2 separate regions of the Sus scrofa genome follow, and region 2 is linked to region 1. A link is a contact called in public HiChIP or PLAC-seq data. All regions are on one chromosome and are shown on one strand. The core of a region is the stretch at or near the end of the contact, and the rest is flanking DNA. Distances in the headings are between cores, read along the strand shown.

What was found. HiChIP or PLAC-seq counts read pairs in DNA pulled down with a chosen protein or histone mark.
Region 2: a contact with region 1 is called in an H3K27ac HiChIP or PLAC-seq map of skeletal muscle, with 2.6 times the contacts expected there. The contact joins two enhancer-like sites. A contact is called at or near these places in 2 of 47 Hi-C or Micro-C datasets (fetal liver and subcutaneous adipose tissue) and 1 of 2 datasets of contacts at active chromatin or transcription factors (skeletal muscle).

What each region holds. Positions count from the first base shown.
Region 1 is chr7:40,879,884-40,882,981 of Sscrofa11.1, forward strand. All of the region lies in intron 1 of LOC102161511 (a long non-coding RNA gene), which reads right to left. Among named protein-coding and RNA genes, the nearest start is that of ENPP4, 15 kb to the right of the region's middle. Within about 2 kb of position 1,513, at least 8 of the 83 cell types and tissues checked have an H3K27ac peak or open chromatin away from gene starts, as enhancers often do. A contact at or near this core is called in skeletal muscle, where this site is marked.
Region 2 is chr7:41,149,243-41,152,340 of Sscrofa11.1, forward strand. The region is part of intron 2 of RCAN2 (calcipressin-2); the gene reads right to left. Among named protein-coding and RNA genes, the nearest start is that of RCAN2, 130 kb to the right of the region's middle. Within about 2 kb of position 1,594, at least 4 of the 83 cell types and tissues checked have an H3K27ac peak or open chromatin away from gene starts, as enhancers often do. A contact at or near this core is called in skeletal muscle, where this site is marked.

The DNA.
Region 1 (3,098 bases), core at 263-2,762:
GCCTTTGCTCCGTTATCACCATGCATGGAAAGGGTGAAAGTTGTGTGACTATAATCCGGCTATTGGTCTTTCTGATGTATAGACAAAGGAAAAAATGTAAATGTATGCCAAAGAAAACATTTTTTCAAAAATACACACAACACACAACTGTCATGAGCAGTTATAACTGGTTAGTAGGGTTGTGGAAGAATTGTACTTTTTTTTCCCTCTATTTTTAGATTGCCTTACTAGTTTATGTGTATACATATGCACGTGTGTAATTATTTATTTATACCAAGGCCATGCACATCTACAACTCAGGAAAACCATGAAGCTAGTTCTATAGTAAAATCAGTTTAAAATCTGCAGATGTATTTTACAATAGTCAACACATGAAAGCAACCTAAACATCCATCAACAGAAGAACAAAGAGGAGTTCCCATTGTGGCTCAGTGGTTAACAAACCTGACTAGTATCCATGAGGACTCACGTTCAATCCCTGGCCTTGCTCAGTGGGTTAAGGATCAGGCATTGCCGTGAGCTGTGGTGTAGGTGGCAGACACAGCTCGGATTCTGCATTCCTATGGTTGTGGTATAAGCAGGCAGCTGTAGCTCCGATTCGACCCCGAGCCTGGGAACCTCCATATGCCACAGGTGTGGGCCTAAAAAAACAAAAGACAGGAAAAAAATGGATAAAGAAGATATGGTACATGTATGCAGTGGAATACTACTCAGCCATAAAAAGGAATGAAATAATGCCATTTGCAGCAACATGGAGGGACCCAGAGATTCTCATACTAAGTGAAGTAAGTCAGACAGGGAAAGACAGATACCACATGATCTCCCTTTTATGTCGAATCTAAAAAATGACACAAATGAACTTATTTACAAAACAGAAACAGAGTCACAGACACAGAAAACAAACTTACCATTACCCAAAAGGGAAAGTGAGAGGGAGGGATAAGCCAGGAGTTTGGGATTAACAGAGACACACCACTACATAGAAAACAGAGAAACAACACAGATCTACTACAGAACCCAGGGAACTATATTCAGTATCTTATAATAACCTACAAATGAAAAAGAATATGATATATATATATACGTATACATATGTGTTGTACATCTAGAATTAACACAACATTGTCAATCAACTATGCCTCAATTTAAAAAAACCCGTGCAGATGCAAGCTCTTGCCCATGCATTTAACTATGGATGCATGTGTGGATAATTTGGCCTTTGAGCTGGCATTCTCTGGGCCTACCTCCAGGAGGAAAGGGAAGGAAAATTGTTAAAACAGAATTTCCTCATTAACATGACTGGCAGAACAGTGATTATTTTGACAGTACTTTGTTTGCGAAGCTTCTAAAAGGACAGAAACAGAGATTTATATCTCAAGAAGAGTCTCCCATGCTTTCCTGTGGTTATTTAAAATTCGTAAGACCATCAAAAACACAGCTAAGGCCATAGGCTTTCTTTTCTTGGAAATGACAGAACTGAGGTCCTGTTTTTAGCTCTGCAGAGATGCCAGGGGGAAGTAGGTCATTACAACGTGTGTCAGGTCGTTAACTCCTCCCAACCTGGCTCTAGGCATTTTGTCTGCCATTGACCCTTCCCCTTGTTTCAATATCCAATCACTATGTCACACCTACAATGCACGGAAATATCAAGTTCAAGTCGCCAGGAAAGCACAAAACCAAAGGAAAACAAAACAAAAGTCCCAAATCCTGTTAGTTGGCTGGATTAAGATCTACTCCCATTTCAGAGTTCCTGTCGTGGAGGCTCAGTGGTTAATGAATCCGACTAGGAACCAAGAGGTTGTGGATTCGATCCCTGGCCTTGCCCCATGGGTTAAGGATCCGGTGTTGCCATGAGCTGTGGTGTAGGTTGCAGATATGCCTCGGATCCTATGTTGCTGTGGCTGTGGTGTAGGCTGGTGGCTACAGCTCCGATTAGACCCCTAGCCTGGGAACCTCCATATGCCAAGGGAGCAGCCCTAGAAAAGGTTAAAAAAAAAAAAAAGATCTACTCCCATTTTAAAGAGGAGGGAACTGAGGTGTGAAAAGGTTCTGGGGTTTGCCCAAGTTAAGAGCTCTGCAACTTTGCCCCCGGGTGGTGCCAGAGGCTGGCCCATGATGCCATCTGTGCTGGCACAGGCTGAGGACTTGCACCCACCCTCTCACCTGCCCTGCCCCACCTCCGTGCTCCAGCTCCACACCCCTAAGGGGCCAAGCAATTTGTCTAGGCCCAAGCAGGCAGGTGCCGTTCCGTCTTACTCTAACTTTTAAAAGTCACTTTATATACTTTTAACTTTGAGTCATAGAAGAAACACACAAAAGCAGGCACGATATAAGAAATTCAAAAGCTACCAAAGACTACAAAATGAAAACTGAGAATTCTTCCCAACCACCTCCCTGAGCTCACCTACCTCCTGCCTCAAGAGGAAGCCTGGCTCATGTCCCTGGAGGCGACCACAGGTCATCAGGGCATATTATCTGGCAAAACAACAGTCAAAATGCTTGCTGTGGACCAGCGGTTGCCACAGGCCTCTTGTTGTTCTAGTCCCTTCTGGTTTCATGGTCCCTAAGCCCGAGGCCCAGCCTGGGGTGTCAGGTCAGGGCAGGGAGAGGCAGTGCGGGTCTGACCAGGGGCGGCAGGGGCGGCGGCGGCGGCGGCGGCGGAGGCGACAGCCAGGAGCACGCAGGCGGGAACAGACCGTACTCACGCAAGGTTTGTCTGGGATCACGCAGTGGCCTTGTCTTCCTCGTCTCCTCCCTCCCTTTACCACCCACGGGCCCCAGGACACCCTTGACCTTCTCTCGCACCAAAGCTGGGTTAAGAAGGAGGCTTTCAGGGGCTCTTCCACAGCCCTTAAAATCAGGGTCAGCTCTTGGAGTTCCTGTCGTGGTGCAGCAGAAACAAATCCGACTAGGAACCATGAGGTTGCGGATTCGATCCCTGGCCTCGCTCAGTGGGTTAAGGATCCAGCATTGCCAGGAGCTGTGGTGTAGGATCTGGCGTTGCTATGGCTGTGGCATAGGCTGGCAGCTGTAGCTCGGATTTGACCCCTAGCCTGGGAACCTCCATATGCCATGGATTCGGCCCTAAAAAGGCAAAA
Region 2 (3,098 bases), core at 344-2,843, 270 kb after region 1:
CCTGCGGACAGGCAAGGATGAGAGTTACAAGATCCTATCAGAGAGGAGGAAGCAGAGCACAACCTCAGCAGAAGCAAGGTTTTGTTTCTTTTCTTCTTCCTCTTGGCATTAAGTGATGAAAGCAGCTGCTTATGTGGAAATGTGTGCAGGGCATGTAGTGGCAGGCTGGATGCTGCCCTCCAGGGCGATTCATATTGCAAAAGAAAGATGTGATTTTCCTATGGTTATTATCTCAGAATAGCCTGGGAAATGCAAGGGCAGTTCCATGAGAAGAAACAGTTCCCAGATATTGCCTTCTGGAGCTCTAACTAGAAAGACAGAGCTTAGACTATACCTAAGGCATGTGCACGCTGAGGTCTATGGAATGACTGACCAACGGGGACCTGCTGTATAGCACAGGGAACTCTACCCATATTCTATGATAAGCTGTGTGGGAAAAGAATTTGAAAGAGAATGGATGTGTGGGAGTTCCCGTCATGGCTCAGCAGTAATGAACCCGACCAGTATCCATGAGGCTGAGGGTTCAATTTCTGGCCTTGCTCAATTGGTTAAGGATCTGGTGTTGCCCTGAGCTGTGGTGTAGGTCGCAGACATGGCTCAGATCCTGCACTGCTGTGGCTGTGGTGTAGGCTGCCAGCTGCAGCTCCAGTTCAACCCCTAGCCTGGGAAATTCCATATGCTGCAGGTGTGGTCCTAAAAAGACAAAAAAAAAAAAAAAAAAGAATGGATGTGTGTGTATATATAACTGAATCACGTTGCCTTACAGCAGAAATCATCACAGCATTGTAAATCAACCATATTTCAATAAAACTTTAAAAAAATGGTGCAGTGGGTTAAGTTTCCAACTGCAGAGGATCGGGTCACTGCAGAGGTACAGGTTCGATCCCAGGCCCAGCTCAGTGGGTTAAAGGATCCAGTGTGGCCACAGCTATGGCTTGGATTTGATCCCTAGCCAGAGTGGAATTTCCATATGCTGCAGGTGTGGCCATAAAAATAAAAAAATAAAACTTTAAAAATGGAAGAAAAAAGAATATACCCAAGGCAGAGTGGGGACCCATACCATCCAGCCTATTTTCCCTAATGCTTTTCCTTCCAGGTTGCAAACCCACGTTTCATAGGCTGGAGACCCCAGACTCTGTGTCCAGCCAGAGCTGGCAGCTAAATGAGAAGGCAAAACAGCATTCTCTCCTGAAGAATGGAGGGGCTGAAATACACTTCCCCCCACACCCCCATCACTGAATGCTCAGGGGGACACGCCACACAGTCACTAGTCTGCTCAAATGGAAGACCAGTGACTCCTCAAGCACTGGTTCAAAGACTTAATTAAGACCCTAGAGATCTCCTCAGGAGAACCGCTCAGAAATGACTTTAGCTTGGAAAACGTTCAGAGGCGAGCAGTGTCCCATCCTGGCAGTCAGGAAACTCCCATAATGCTCTCTTACGTGACTAAATCAGAGGAGCAGAATTCCCAGCGGAACCGGCAGGGTGAGTCAGCTGTGAAGTGTAGCCCCAAGTCAAAGAACAAGGGGCTGAGGGTACAGAGTTATTTGTTATTAACCAACTGAGGACCAACAGAGCCAAGGGCGCAGCTGTCTTTTTCTGGCAGAAATTACCTAATGGGGCAGAGTGCTCCTGAGGTCATTCCCAGTTTGTTCCATCCATACTATTCGGTCGGCTTAAATAAGGATCTTCCTTCTTGCTTTTTATAAAGCATTCACATTCACTTTTTCCTAAAATCCTATCAGTCCATTAATGTATGCGTTGTAAAGATGAGGCTATATCCTGACCAGCTTGGTGGGTGGAGGGGGGGTCAGGGAGGGAAAAATAGTAGAGGATACTTGTTCAGAGCATGAAATCTGGAGTCAGAAAGCTTTGGGTTCAACGCCCCCCATGTGACCACTTATTAATTATATGACTGTGGGTTACTCTACCTGCTCTATGTCTCAGTTTCCTCAGCTATTACAATAGAGATGTTAAGAGTGACCTCATAAACGTCCAGGATTAAAACAAGCCCCATATGGGTAATGCATGAGAATTCAGAAACCATCAGCTGCCGCTCTGATTGTTTGCCTTCTTACAGCATCTGTCACGTCACAGCAAGTCACAGCACCTGCACAGAGTAGACACTGACTAAACATGTGCTGATCGCTGAGTTAATTTCTCACAATGAAGCTGGTGGCCATTCATGGGCTGATACCCACAGTGCCAGTTTAGAAAGGCTGCAGTGTGCCTCCCAGATGCCGTGGGCTCCATGATTTGTTTATGAACCATCAAAACTGGTGATTTATATAAACGACGTCTTTGGAGGGAGTCAACACAAGAGAGGAAATGGAATGGGATAAAGGACTACTTAACAAACATCACTCAGCTTGGGCAGCTGGAACTACCAGCTGATGAATACCTGGCCCAAGGCCTAAGCCACTCAAAACAACAACAGCAGGTGCTATTATTACCAGATGTTATTGCTCCTGGAGCTTGAAAACTGGTCTTCTGGGAGTGATCCCATCCAGACAGACATGCAGGCTTTACAGGCGAATCCGTAACCGGAGATCTATGGAAATCCCCTATGTCTTGGGACGTAGGGACGTCATGATGATCCAATGAGTCCTGCCATCTTTATTCATAAAGTGGGAGACATTTAAAAGAGCCGCCATGTTCGGTTGTGCCGGCTGTACACTGCACAAGCCTCAGGGCACCCGTCACTCACTCGGTCCAGGATACCCCTGGGGTCTGGAGGGTACAAGTCAAGCTGCAGCAGCCCTGCTAAAGAGGGCTCAACACGGGCCTCTGAAACCTTGTCCCCCACTAAAGATACTGAACCCAGAACAGAAGTTTCTTAAGAACAAAATTGGTATATATCGCAGGGGGGCGGATTTAGCACACTGATTGGCTTATAGTGTTAACTGAGTGGAGTGGCATTCTTTTTGGAAGACTAGAGACATAATATTTGGAGTCTATCTAGAAGGTTCTGCAACTAAAGTGCTCACGGAATCAAACTGGTCAGAAGAGTGGCCTGCCATACAAAAGAGGCCGCCCAGAGTACAATGGCCAAACAGAGACTAAGTAAGCTTTATACGTTTAATACATTTAATCAATCC